Linked DNA regions of Mus musculus: region 1 is linked to region 2. Evidence: chromatin contacts called from public Hi-C data. All regions are on one chromosome and are shown on one strand. Each heading gives the region's core, a stretch centred on a gene start, on an enhancer-like site or on the middle of the called end of the contact. The rest is flanking DNA. Distances are from core to core; before and after follow the strand shown. Region 1 overlaps Pcnx2 (pecanex homolog 2). Region 2 holds the start of Map10 (microtubule-associated protein 10).

Region 1 (3,280 bases), core at 220-2,719, 200 kb after region 2:
ATAAACAGGAATGGATCCAAACCAGTGCTGTACTGCTGACTGCCTCGGCTTAAAGCACATGGCTTGGCCACCTTGGTTCTATGCCCGAGAGAGAGAGAGACAGGCGTTTCCTTCCTAGGGGTGTAGGAACTAGAACGGACTGAACAGAACGTCCTGATGGAGCCTCTACGTCAGGCACAAGTAAGTAAGAGGTTCTGGTCTCGCTGTTGCGTCTTGATGAGGAACTTGGCCTGAGTCTCCCTGTTAGGTAGCAAGATGGCTGCCAGCCTTCCCATAGATAATGCCTTGGCTCCGACTGCAATGGTGAAGAAGGTCCAGCATTCATTCATCATTATCTAACAAAGACTCAAACAACAGATCAGCTTCCCTCTCAAGGAACTATTTTCACTAGATGTGGCTGGGCCCTTATCACAAGCACACACTGTCACCTCTGCTGGCTCCTGGGCAGCCTGGAGGGACAAGCCTGTGATTAGCAAGACTGTACCTCAAATGGAGCTGCTCCTCCAGGGCCTATCCTCTTCCTCTAGGCTGTGGCGGCTACAGCATTAAAGGATCATGAGACCAGTGCTCTCTGCTGCATTAATAAACATTTATTCCAGGACTGTTTATTAGGGATGTCAAGGGACGTTCCCACCTCCTCTGAAACATCTGAGGGATGGAGAGAGCCCACTCTCTGGAATGACCTTCTCAGTGACACCACCAGGTCTCCATCAGCCTGAGGCTGGGTTGGTCTCAGGTCAACTAGTTCTCCTCAGGGTCAAAGCAGAGGCTGGAGCACTCAGAGAAACATGAGGGGGGAGGTTGGTGGTGTAGGGGTGACAAGAACGAACCAGCCCCGGAAGGGAACAAAGAGGCTGAAGCTGAGCTGGGCCCTGGTGGCTCCAACCTGGAATTCCAGCATTTGGGTGACTAAGGCAGGGGGATAGCTGGAAGTCTGAGGCTAATCTGGGTTACACAGTATGAGGCTCTGTTCCAAATTGGCATCTCTGCTGGGCTGGGTGGGACAGGGCTGGGTCTGGGGTAAACGGAAAGTGGTTAGAGTCCCTGTGTTCCTAACGTTGTCCTACCCATCTGGGGAAGCTGCAAGAACAATCCAAGGCCAGTGCTGCTTTCTCCCAGTGACAGAGAAAGTATCGCCGGAAATTCCTTATCCTCACCAGATTGTAAAACAAGTGTTTTCTGCCCCCCTGGAGACCTTATCTTTTCTGCCTGTCCTTCCCAAGGCTCCCGACTCAACTGTGGGATGGGTGGGAAGGGGGTGGGGAGGGATGCCTTAGGACAGAAGTTAGTGTAACAGGCTCACTGGCTGTAGAGGACACTAAAGGACATCAGCCTGATGGGGGATGGGAGGGAGGTTTCTAACAGGGAGAGGGCTTTGATGTGGGATCAACTCCCCTTTCATAAGACAGCACAAATAAAGGGAAGCCTCTGAGAGGCTGCAGAGGGAAATCAAGTGGATGGAGAGTGCCCTCATGTGGCAGCCGGGGGTGTGTGCAGCCACAAAGCCTCAGCTTCCGCTTGGAATTTTATTCCTGGAACTCTGGGGCCTGGAGAGAAATAGCACCTCTTAACCACGTGTCTGAGTGAGACCCCGGGATGAGGACCAGTCCAGGACGAGGAGAGATCAACAAAGACTGAGAAACCACACCTCAGAGAGGGTGTGGGAGAAACCACAGGAAGGCCTGCTCCGGGACCATCCCCCCACCCCCACCCCCCTCTGTGTGATCAAAGCCGGCAAGAATTTCCAAGTCTCTAACCCTGATGCAGCAAACACTTATCTTCAAACCAACAGTGACACCGCTCTTTGCTTGAGGATAAATATCCTCAAAGAGAGCTGTCAAAAGGGCAGCTGGTGGGGTTCACTGAGGAGCCCCACATCTCCCTGTTCTGAGCACCCATCAGTCTCACCACAGCTGTCCCCACCCCTGTCTTTCCAAACTCAAGGTCTTCACTTCCTTGGAATAAAGCAAAAAAAACAAAACAAAAAAAAAAAAAACAAAAAACAAAAAACAAAAAAAAAACAAAAAACAAAAACAAAAAAACAAAAACAAAAACAAAAACAAAAAAACGGGTGATTATTTCTGGAATGTCTCTGTCTGCTTCCCATCTTCGGAAGCCAGGTGCAGCTACGGTCTGAGGAGACGGCTCAGTCGATACAGCGCTTGCCACACACACACAAGACCCTGAGTGTGAGGCCCAGAACCCACATACAAAAGTCAGGAGTGGTGTGTCAGCACTCAGGAGGCAGAGGGAGGTGGATCGGTGGCACACACTGGCCGGGAAGCCCAGCCTACTTGGTGAGGCTCAGGTCTCAAAAAAGGAAATACAAGGTGGATGGCCCATGAGAGGTGATGTGGGAGCAGTGTTAACTTCAAGGTTTGGGTCTGTCAAAGGAGAACATTTGTAGACAAATTTTCATGGGACGAAGAGCAGAAGCTCTCACTCTAGCTTAGTGGTGCATGGCAGTCAGCCCAGAAACTGGAAACAGAGGCAGGGAGAATCAAAGTTCAAGACCATCCTGGGCTGCATGTCTCAAAAACCAAACAAAACCAAGCAAAAACCAAGCAAAGGCTCAGCCGATGAAGTGCCTGCCCTGCAAGTTTGGGGACCCGGGTTCTGATCCCAGAACCCACACAGTGAAGTTTGTTGAGGTGAGCTTGTAATCCCAACACTCAGGAGACAGAGACAGGCGTGTGTTCCTGGGGCTCATCACCAGCCTGGCCTGCTAGGAGAACTCCAGGCCAATGAGAAACTCTGTCTCAAGTGAGATTTAAAGTTCCCTTCTGGCCTATATATGCACTGCACATGCACATGTGTGCATGTGTACACACACACACACACACACCACACACATGCACGCGCACACGTGTGCACACACATACACTCATGCATGGGGTGGAGAGTGAAATTTTAGTTACAAAGCCTATAAAGGAGTAGTGGATGTCTGACGTGCAGTGAGAATCATTTCAACCCTGAAGATTTGTTAGCCTTTCAGGCAACTTCTTCCATTTCCTGGGCTGATGACCTGCGTCCAGATCAGTTTTCAGGCAGATCAGCTCACTTTGGGCTCTGAACTAGTAAATCAGTCCTGTGTTCTGGTCAGTTAAACACAAAGCGGATTTACTGTCAGGCAGGATTTCCCAGCAGCCCCCGGAGATGCTGTGATTCAGGTTTCTGGGGAGAGCAGAGCAGTCAGATATCCTTCCCAGAGGCGCCTGCTTGAAGAACAGCTAGCGTGTGACTCAGGGTGCTCTGTGAGCCTCTGCGGTGGTGGTGGTGG
Region 2 (3,188 bases), core at 478-2,977:
CTGTGATCCTAGCACTGGAGGCTGTGATGGGTGGATCACAAGATCAAACCTGGGTGGCAAAGGAGACCCTGCTGTCTCAAAGACAAACAAACATCAGGCTGATTTTCCTACAGAATAAACTGTTTACTGCTGTAGTGAATTCTACAGAATAAACCTCCAGAGAGGCCCTGAATTTGCCTCTCTGCTGTTGAGTGTTTGATGGTCTTTGTTCCCTGAGCCATGTTTTTGACATGGATGCTGCTAGTTTTCCACACTTAACTAAAGACAGGAAGATCTAACATCTATTGCAGCTTGAACACTTGTTGCTATGCAACCTAACTGATGAGGTTACCAAGAGGACTAAGACCAACAAGAAGCTGGTAAGAACCCAGCATATTTTGGTGCCTGTGGAGGGTGGAGCATCACAGCTGATAGTTGGTCACCTGCTTCCCTCCTTCCCTTGATGGTGTAACTGAGGGAGCCAGGACTATATGACTGCATATGTGTTTTTCTACTCTATCCTTGTGACTGTGCTACCATCCTGACAGTGAGACAGTGACGTGTGTGTGTGTGTGTGTGTGTGTGTGTGTGTGTGTGTGTGTGTGAGAGAGAGAGAGAGAGAGAGAGAGAGAGAAGCACAAGGGTTGTGTCTGCCTCAGAATCACCCACAACATGAGACCAACACAACGTGTCTTTGTGAGCTCTGACTTAGATCAAATAAATAGGAAGGGAGACTCCTGATCTGCGTCTTATATGAGAGACCAGGGTTGGGAATCTTCGAGACACCCTGGAAGTTGTGGAGCTTCTGAACTTGGATCTGAGATGTAAAATCGTAAAATGGGCTGGTGCTAAATTCCTCTGTGCGTAGCTTGTGCACTACAGATCTCCAGTGGCAGACACTACTTTCACTCACCGCTCCTCCCAGACATATGTACCAATGCCATTTGCCTACTAACTGAACCAATCACTTCTTCCGCTCTCATGGCGGTGGTACTGGAGATTGTATGCAGTGAACAAGCACTCTTCCACTGAGCTGCACCTCCAGCCCTGACCCATCATTTTCAATACCTTAGGATAGTACATGATCCCTCTCCCCCGGCCCCTCATATTATATAGTAAAGACCCGAAGCTAGTGGGTTCCCATCCGTAGGGAATTCTGCATCAACTAACATAACAGAGTCTTTTTGAAGACACACCAGGGTGGTCAGATGTCAGGGTGGGAGGTGAGGGCTCTGGTGGGTGTTAGGGTGCACTGTCCCAATACACTGAGAGTTCCCCTACACCTGGGCGATGCAAGGTGGTCACGATGGAAGCTGAGGTCAAACCTCCTGAGGCTTCAAGAAGCCACAAGTCCGGTGAGGGCAGGATGGCCTACTAGTGGTCATTGTGTGAGAGGACAAAGAGAGGAAGGAGCCGGTGACAGAAGCTACAGCCTCTGACAGATGCACAGCAACCACAAAAAAGGTTGACTTGAGCAGTGGTCAGCAGGCTCTGAGGCCTAAATGGGCAGGGCGGCCCATTTACTTCCGGTACGTGATCCCTAAAGACGTAGGACCTGCGGTGATGAAATATAAAATAGAAATTATATTCATTTATATAAAATTTAGAGAGAGTGCTGCTTGAGCGCGTCTACTCCCTCAGCATCACGCAGCTGCTCCGACAAAACCCCATAGGCAAAAGAACTCCCAAGAGCACTCGGGGCCGGAAGTCAAGTCTCGCGAGGGCGCGGCCGGTCACGTGACCCTCGCTCCCGCTTCCGGTTGGCGGAGCGAGCTGGCGGCGTCGCCCGGGGCAACAGCAATGGCGACCACGGCGGCCGGGCGGCTCTTCTCGCTGGAGCTGCTCGTGGACTGGGTGCGGCTGGAGACCGGGCTGTCGCCGTGCGCCGCGAGCCCGGCTGTGGCGTTTCGCCTGCTGGACTTCCCGCCGCTGCTCGTCTTCCCGCCGGCCGCTCCTGGCCCGGAGCCCCAGCGCGGCGCCATCAGCTTCGGGCGCGGCAAGGCCTGCCTACTGCGCCTGCACCCTGCCGCCCTGCGGCGCCCGCGTCTGCGCGCAGCCCTGCTGCAACTGCCCGTGGGCCCGACTTCTGCGCCCGGCCTGGTGGGAGCTTGCGACATCCTGCTGGTCCCCTCCCTGGGCCAGCGAGGTGTATTCGCCCTGCGCGGGCCAGAGGCCGAGCGTGTTGGGGAGCTGGCGCTCTTCTATCGCCTGACCGAACTGGGACGCTTTTCCCCGGGGGTTCCGCAGCTGCGAGGCCCTCTGAGCCCTGCTTGTATCCTGGACTCCGAAGCCCTGGAGGTGTCAGAGCCAAGAACCGAGGAGACCTCGAAGCCATGCACCAAAGGCATCTCTGCCAGATGTCTACAGTGTGTCTCAAATGCACGCCTTCTGGAGGGCTCAGAGCCATGTGCCAAGGATACCAACAGCTGGTCTGCAGGGGACTCAGACGCCTCAGTTGTCCAGAAGTCCTGGGAAGAAGCGGTCTTACACAGTAAGGCTAGCTCTGGGGACATGGCTTCTGCCCCTTGTTCACCCGCTCCCAGTGGGAAAACTGTCAGTTCTGTCAGTCAGGATGTCACAGAACTGGACTTTGAAACCAACACATTTTGCCCTCCTCCACTGTATTACACTCACCTGACTCAGGAAAAGACTCCTTCAGCCAGGGTTGAAATCACTATTGAGCCTCAGAGAAATGAACCTGAGGATCTAGATGACATTTTTCCCGAAACAAAACTCGTAAGTCCTCCCTTAAGGCCAGTGAAACATACAAGAGCTGCAGTGCAGGAGAGCCCTCCTGTGCTTCCAAATCTTCCTCAGACTCAGGGTCCAGGAGAAGCGAACGAAGCTCCGTGTCCTCCTCAGATTGAACAAAGTCCAGTCAATGCTATAAGACAGCTGCCACTATTGAATGCTTTATTGATTGAGCTGTCCTTGCTGTGCAACCAGCCCGTGGCAAGCCCCACCCAGGTGCATCCCCATTTAGCCTGGTTGTACAGAGGTGAAGACAAGGGGCCAGACCCTTCCACCAAGTCCACATCCCCGTCGGAATCAAAGAGCAACAAGCTTTCTGTGCGAGAAAATGAAAAGTTGGTGAATCCCCAGTCTAAAAAGAACCCTAAAGGAAAACATCCAAAGATCGGTGGCAGCCCCCCACCAAAGGTTACAAAGGGGAGGCTGCTGTATGGCTTAACAAATACACTGAGACTGCG

The links. A called contact is a pair of places that touch in the nucleus more often than the background predicts.
Region 1: a contact with region 2 is called in a Hi-C map of nephron progenitors, with 2.7 times the contacts expected there. The contact joins the enhancer-like site here to the promoter of Map10 in region 2. A contact is called at or near these places in 15 of 39 promoter capture datasets (the 3T3-L1 cell line, 3T3-L1-derived adipocytes, the HPC-7 cell line and 10 more), 5 of 484 Hi-C or Micro-C datasets (embryonic stem cells, erythroblasts, nephron progenitors and 2 more), 6 of 115 datasets of contacts at active chromatin or transcription factors (bone marrow-derived macrophages, cardiomyocytes, embryonic midbrain and 3 more) and 2 of 9 other capture datasets (embryonic stem cells and macrophages).

Annotation. Positions count from the first base shown.
Region 1 is chr8:125,869,537-125,872,816 of GRCm38.p6, forward strand. All of the region lies in intron 8 of Pcnx2 (pecanex homolog 2), which reads right to left. Among named protein-coding and RNA genes, the nearest start is that of Gm46061, 19 kb to the left of the region's middle. Within about 2 kb of position 1,470, at least 67 of the 459 cell types and tissues checked have an H3K27ac peak or open chromatin away from gene starts, as enhancers often do. A contact at or near this core is called in bone marrow-derived macrophages, extraembryonic endoderm stem cells, nephron progenitors and 1 more, where this site is marked.
Region 2 is chr8:125,668,091-125,671,278 of GRCm38.p6, forward strand. Map10 (microtubule-associated protein 10) reads left to right here and starts at 1,728. Exons shown (of 1, transcript NM_028908.3): 1 at 1,728-3,188. The coding sequence starts at 1,780.